Linked DNA regions of Anser cygnoides: region 1 is linked to region 2. A link is a contact called in public Hi-C data. All regions are on one chromosome and are shown on one strand. The core of a region is the stretch at or near the end of the contact, and the rest is flanking DNA. Distances in the headings are between cores, read along the strand shown. Region 1 overlaps ARID1B (AT-rich interaction domain 1B). Region 2 has its middle 45 kb from the start of ARID1B.

Region 1 (3,468 bases), core at 293-2,792, 210 kb after region 2:
GATTTTTGAGCCCTCGCGGAAGAGCCGCACGGCCACAAAAGCTGATTTTAAAGAAAAATACCCCCAAAACCCCCACCGCCGGCAGGCAGCGGCCGGCCGGGCAGCGATCGCCTCACGGCGGGCGCGTTCCCGGCAGCCCGCGCGCCGCCGCCCCTCCCCCGCCGAGGCTCCGCTGCGGCGCGGCCTCTCCTCTCCTCTCCTCTCCTCTCCTCTCCTCCCCCCGCCGCTCCCGCTCCCCTCCCCCGCACGTAGGCGCTTGGAAAGGGGGAGAAAAAAAAAATTAAAAAAAAAAAAAATCTCCCAGCCTGACTAGAAAATCAGCCTTGTTTCCTCAGAAACCGCAGCTGCTGCGAGCAGCAAACACGTCAGGCCGGCCCTCCGGCACGCACAGATGTGCCTTTGTACGCCCGCCTCAGCGCTGCACAGGGCGGGGGGCGCTGCCCGCACCGCGCCGGGCACAGGCAGCCCCTCAGCCCCCAGGGCAGCCCCTCACGGCAGCCCCTGCCCAGCGCCGGCCGCTCCTGAGGAAACTTGAGGAGCCCAGCCGCGGGGGCGGCCGGCCGAGCCCCTCTGCTCTAACTCGCCCCCCTTTTTTATTTTTTTATTCTTTTTATGTTTCGTGTGGGCCCCACCGACACCGATGGTCCCCGAGAGCTGGGGGTGGCAGCAGGGGGAGTTTCGGCTGAGCGCGGAGAAAGCCTCCAAGCGGCGAGCCCTCAGCCGCCGCGGTCCCCTTGCCCCTGCCCCGCGCCCCCCCCCTTTCTGAGCACAACTTGGGGCCTGGATGGGCCGCGGCTCGCTGCGCGTAATTAACGCGAGCGGAGGGTGGCTGGGAAGGGATGGAAAAACCAGGCCGGGGGGTGGGGGGGCAGGGAAGGGGGGGGAGGAGGAGGAGGAGGAGGAGGAGGAGGAGGGCGGGAGGAAGCGGCGCGGCCCGGAGCGCCGCCGCCGCAGACAAAAACAGGTCTGGTCGCGCCGCGGCGGGGGAGGGGCGCGCGGGCCGCCATTGGCGCGCGGCGGGGCGCGGGCGCAGCTGCGGGCGCGGGCGCAGGGCGGCCGTTGGGGCGCCGGCACCGCGCGGCCATTTGGCGGGCGGGCGGGCGGCAGCCTTCGGCGGGAGAGCCCGCTCCGGGCCCTGCCTCGCCTCTTTTTTTTTTTTTTTTTCTTTTCTTTTTTTCCTTTTTTTTTTCTCTGTCTTTTCAGTAACGCACAAACGAAGCTCGCAAAGCGCCCCTCCTCCCCCCGCCCCCCCCCCCCCCCCCCCGTTAACCCGCTGTTGTTTACTTCCCTCTCCTCACAATGGCCTTACAGCATTGTTTTACATTATTTTGGTACTTCCTGCGAAAATATTCCTTCCCTTCAACGAAATCCGGCACATCCCGGATAGCACGAGTTACGCACGAAACACCCAGCCCAGTCGAGCGCTCCTCATCCCTCATTTCAGCCGTGAGCCAGCCCGGCTGACTAGTTTCTTAATTTTAAACCCACTTTTCCCCCAAAAGTACGTCTCTGGGGGACAGTTGTGGCTGGTTGGGGCCCTTCCCAGCAGCCGTAACCCTGGACCCACCGGAGCAAGGCCACCATGGGGCCTGCGCCCCGCTGGCCATTTGCTCCCATCCACGGCTCTGTGGGTAGAGCCAGGCCAACAGCTCTCGGCAGAGCAAAACTCGGGCCCTTAAAACTTCACATCGCACACCAACGCAGCTAACGAGACCCAGCACTAGGGTGGATGTGAACTGTGCTCGCTTGTTTTCGATCCGAGTGAAAATAAAGAGCCTCATCGCTTTGGACGGAGTGGCTTGGTAGACACGCACACAGTTCTTGCTTTCAGGAAGCCATTGCTTGCTGGTACGGAAACAAGTTTTCACATTGAGCCCTACCATATAAACATCTCGTTTTTTTTTTATTTTTTTTTTCCCCTCACGAAAAGCTGCACACGAATTAAAAAAAAGGAAACACCAGGGTCTCTCCTTTTTTTTACCTCCCCGTGTGCTGCCCCCCCCCCTCCGTGTAATGAGTAGGAGGGACGGAACTTGTGACAGGGCAGGTACTGATTAGTTGCTGTCAGTCCGCGCAGATTAACACCTATTTTTAGGTTTCTGAACCTCTTGAGTAATACTAGTTAAATTGGCACAGGTTAATAAGTTGGGGTCCGCAGAGCCTCTTAACTGTTCGCTGCGAAATCTGAATTAAAGAGACAGTCTTGCTTTCTCAAAACGACGGAAAAGGGTTACGTCCGCCACATTCACCGCGTGTGTGTGCGTGTGTGTATGCACACACAACACCCAGAGGTCCAGAAAACAAAAGCTGAAGTCGATCGCTTTGGGGATGCTAACACAAACGTGTGCGAAGTTAGAGGATCTGTGCAGAATACATCACTAGTGAAACAGAAAGTCTCTGAAAGGAGATGTTTTCTCTGGTTGTTTTTTATATCGATGTAGCATTTAAAAATAAAACTTAATCTATGTTTCTTCGTGGTTTTTCTGCATGTCCTCCCCCCATTATATCATTATACTGTTACACTGACACCCACTGGTAAAAGTTGATCCGAGATCATGAGTGTAAACGGAGCTTCTTGATGAAGGGACAGCTATCTTTCCTGAATAAAAAATAAAATACGGATGGAATAATAGCTGCTTTGCCTCCTTCCCCCCCGGGGGGGGAGGGGGGGGGGAAGTCTCGTAATGAAGGTTATTCATTTGTATTTGATTTTGTTTTATGAAGAGTAGGTATGTGGATGCCCCAGATGTAAGAAGGGAGGCCTCGTTGTTTTTCTCTAAAAACATAACAACATAGAAGTATCTGCAGTAGCAGTTTTTCTAGATGTTGGTATGTTTGGGCATAGACAACAGGCTGGCACAGAGGAGAACAGGAAAAATCATTAGTACATTAGTAGCTGCGGTGTTTAACATCATTCCCCAGGTAAAGCAACTTGAAGAAAAACAGAAATAATGGTCACGCAATAAATGTATTTGTGTGGGCACTGACCTGATTGTATCAAAGCGGAGATGAATGCCTGTGCTGTGCGTGTCTTATTTAGTCTGTTTACCATTTAATTCAAAGTTGTCAGTGGTCTTGAAAGCCACTTGTGTTGGAGAAACAAGGCTCATTTTATCAAAATCTACCACTGCACCAAAATCTGGTTTGCAAGAGCGTCGTTCCATAGCCCTGCCTAGCACAAGAACAATACCATGCAATTACACTGTTTCAGGCTCTGAAATAGGCTTTCTTCCAAAACGCCCTCCCCTTATATTATGAGATGTGTTCCTATTAATGCAATGATTGATTGAAAATCTTCCTGTGTTTATGTTGTTTGGGCAGCAGTAGCTTGGATTTCCCCTGTCTAGACTAAAATTGTATCCAGTGGAGATGCACGGGACAGCTGTTTGTAAACTCTTAGTGGGACATAACAAATGAGCTGCAGCAAAAACTGTCAATGACTGTCTTTCTTATAAATGCAGTGATACC
Region 2 (3,506 bases), core at 138-2,637:
GACCAGACCACAGTGGGGTAAATAAATTATGAGAAGTATTTGCCCTTCGGAACACCCAAAGATGTGCCCCAAAATATTTCTATTTAAATAAACACTGGGTAAAAACTACAAAGATTAAAAAAGTGCTTCCCATTTCTTATTCATGATGGAAATCTTCATTGCTTCTACAATTCACCTAGGGATGTTTGAACACCTGGTGAGACAGCGCAGCCTACATCTGCCCAGGAGATAGTCAGGAGACTTCTGTGGCCTTAAACAACTCATCTGTGCTATATTTTTCTGCCCACTCTGTCTCCCCTTTTCAAAAGCTGGGTGTTAACCACGGTTCCTGCCCTGAGGCAGGACTGGTAGAGACTGATGTAAAAAGCTAACAGCAACAATTCTGAGTTACGCTGGAGAAGGCTTCCCCAGCAGCTAGGGAGAGCCATGCAGGAAGGCGACAACAGAAGTGGTAAAAGAAGATGAAACTTGAAGCGTTTCCCATTTGGATAAAAGCGTGGCACACTGACAATGCCCTCTTGCTATGGCGGCTGCCAGCATCCACCCCTCCTGCCAGCAATTCTCCTCCCGGCGTGTGCGTGTGCATGAGCACAAGCCTGGAAGAGAGGCCAGTTTTTGTTGTTAATGCGCAGGGCGGGCGATTCAAGTCTTTGTGTAGGAAGTTGACTCACCTCCTTCTGAACAACAACAACAAAAATGTTCTTCAACACAATTGTAACTCCTTCTTTTTTTTCACACGGAGTCAGGCAATGTATACGGAACCCTCCAGCTCGGTATTTCCTAAAGAGTGAAAACGTGCTTGGAAAGTTTTGCCACAAAAACCTGTGACTGCAACGAAACAGAGGGCTTGGCCTTGCGCGTCGGGAATCGCGAATCCCTGCGGCTCGGCAGCAGGGAGGAAACGGGGAAGGAGGGGGAGAAAAAGCACATTGGCCTGTTCGGGGCTGGTTTAATGGTGCCCCAATAAGCAGTGTAAGCAGTGTAAGCAGTGTAAGCAGTGTAAGCAGTGTAAGCAGTAACCCTTCGGAGCACGCTGCTTTAAATCTGCGCGCTGCCGCTCGAAGCGTTGCACAAACTCCTGACGGCCTGCCTCCAGCACGCACCGGGGGCGGCTGGGAAAGCTGCCTTTCTGCTCGCTCAGGCTGTTTACTTGTATTTAAGCAAGTCGCGGACGTGGAAAAATAAATAAATAAATAAAAGAACCGACCCACACACAGAGCGTTTTTAATCAACACCTTTTAATCAACATTTCATCCCCGGACCTTGCGATCCTCCATGGACTGCCATTAAAGCGCTTTTCGATTGCCATTAAAACGCTTTTGTGCCATCTCCGCCGACGGGATTTCGGGGCAGGCAGGCAGGCCAGGCCGCCCCCCTCCCGCAGCTCAGAGGGCAGCGTTACACCGCGGCAGGATCCCGAGCAGGATCCCTACCGCAACACCCCCCCCTCTGCATCGCAATTAGCGCGGGGGAGAGGAATCCTTATTATTTTTATTTTTTGCCAACGTTCTCGCTTTGGATCCTCGGGGCGGGGGGGGGGGGGGGGGGGGGGGAGAAGTGGTGGGAGGGGGAAGAGAACAAAAGCCAGCTCTTTTTAACCCGGGGATGACGTCAGGGTGGTTTTTCTGACAGCTATCGGTGCGTGCGGACCAAGGGCGGCCCCAAAAAAGAGCCCCCGGCCCCCCCCGGGCCCCCTCAGGGAGGGGGGGGGGGCGTGAGGGGAGGGGGGCGGGGCGGCGACCGTTGGGCCCCCGCCCGCGCGCGGCCTGCGGCGGGGAGGGAGCGGGAGCGCGCGGGGCTCCGCCGGCCGAGCGGGGCGGCGCGGCTGCGCGCAAAACCCGGCCTGGAGCCGGCCCGGAGCGCACGGAGCGGGGCGGCCGGGGGGGGCTGGGGAGGGGATGGGGGTGGTGAAAGCGGCGGGTCGGGGTCGGGGCGGGTTGGGGCCGGGGGGAGGCGCCCAGGCGGCTCGGGGAAGGGGGTCTCGGTGCGAGGTGACCGGGAGGAGGTGCCCAAGGGGCTGCCCGGGGGTCTCAGTGCGGCGTGAGGGGGTTGGGAGAGGGTGCTGCCCTTCCCAGAGCCCTCCTCTGCAACCCCGCTGTTCCCTTAGCGTATTAATTGCAGCCTGTTAATTAGCGAGCGTGCAGGTCGCTTGGGGTTTCTCTGCCGTGGGGCACGGGGCCCTTTGGAGCAAGGTGAAGCCGTGAGGTCAGCGCGCAGCCCTCACCTCTCCCACAGGCGGGCTCTCCGTGTTGTGGGTTCTGGGGCTCTCCTTCGCGCTGATGGTGTTACCTGGTAGAAATCCTGCGGTGCTTCGTTTCCACGACTCAACCAAGAGTTCGACTTTCGTCTGAGGAAAAAAAAAGTCTGTTTCTGGGCCTCTCGGTCGCAGCAAAAACTTGAAACGTGTGCTGTAGCGGCTCCAGAACCAAAGGGAAAGAACAAAAAAAGCCATAAATGTATTACTACAACCATCAGTGGTATTGTTTTAGTTTAGCTCTCCTGATACTTGTGTCCCTGATTCTTTGTAACCTGGCACTAGTTAAGATGAGGCAGGGATAAATAGACTTGTGCAGCTCACACAAGGCCTTGTTTGTCTCCATGGATGTCTCCGTGTTTAAGGTGAGACAAATAAGCATTATTACTTATTACTTACAAGTGTGACGCATTCAGAGTCACAGTGTTTTTCTCTGCAAAATCAAGGTGTGTTTCTGTTTCATTGCTTTGAAGGAATATAGTCCTGGTAGCTGGGTATAGGATCCTGTCCAAGTGGTTGCATTTCTTTAAAAGTAAGTCTACGGTTTTTACAGGTTGGTATCTCAGTAGAAGGCTGAGAGAAGGCTGTTGTTGTTCTAGGAGAGATGCCATTTTCTCTAGCTGTTTGTAGCTTGCAGTAGCTTTTCACAGTTTGCTGTGGGAGAGATCTTCAGGAGTTTTTCAGCCCCTCAGACATTTCTCTGCAGCAGCCACAAGTGGAAGAGATGTTTCTTTACACGGGTTAACCTTGTCATGTCTTAGCTGTCCGCCATCGGCAGATGGCCTGTTACGTTTTTCCATACTTGCTAAGCAAATCTGCACTTACTGATTTGTACCACGAGACCCTTTGCCTGTCCTTTAATGGCTCTGACTCCTCACCTTGCCACAGCCAGGCTGACAAACCCCAACCACACGCACTCATAGGCGTGCTTTTCACCTTTGGAAGATGGGTGGCCATGCAGTTTGAGAAGAGGGGCCATCCTCTGTCAAGGGCCTGCACTGCTACCGCCACAGTTCGGGGCACCCTTCCACCGACTGCCTGAGTCTCTCTGCATTTAGGTTCCCATTCCCCAACTCCCTTGTGCCCCCTTGTTTGGCTGGTTGCAGCATCCACCTCGTCGCAGGCTCCAAGCGTTATGGCAGCACCGGAGGAAAGAGTAGGTTCACTCCATCGCTGCCATAGCAACACTTTCCAAAGATGCAGCCTACAGTCCTTGTGAGTCTTCCAATTTTCCATGGCAGCCCTGCTTCTC

What was found. A called contact is a pair of places that touch in the nucleus more often than the background predicts.
Region 1: a Hi-C map of liver shows a contact between it and region 2, with 10 times the contacts expected there. The contact joins two enhancer-like sites. A contact is called at or near these places in 2 of 7 Hi-C or Micro-C datasets (both in liver).

Annotation. Positions count from the first base shown.
Region 1 is chr3:56,565,874-56,569,341 of Taihu_goose_T2T_genome, forward strand. The region is part of intron 5 of ARID1B (AT-rich interaction domain 1B); the gene reads left to right. Among named protein-coding and RNA genes, the nearest start is that of ARID1B, 170 kb to the left of the region's middle. Within about 2 kb of position 1,543, at least 3 of the 3 cell types and tissues checked have open chromatin away from gene starts, as enhancers often do. A contact at or near this core is called in liver, where this site is marked.
Region 2 is chr3:56,354,859-56,358,364 of Taihu_goose_T2T_genome, forward strand. No RefSeq gene overlaps it. Among named protein-coding and RNA genes, the nearest start is that of ARID1B, 45 kb to the right of the region's middle. Within about 2 kb of position 1,388, at least 3 of the 3 cell types and tissues checked have open chromatin away from gene starts, as enhancers often do. A contact at or near this core is called in liver, where this site is marked.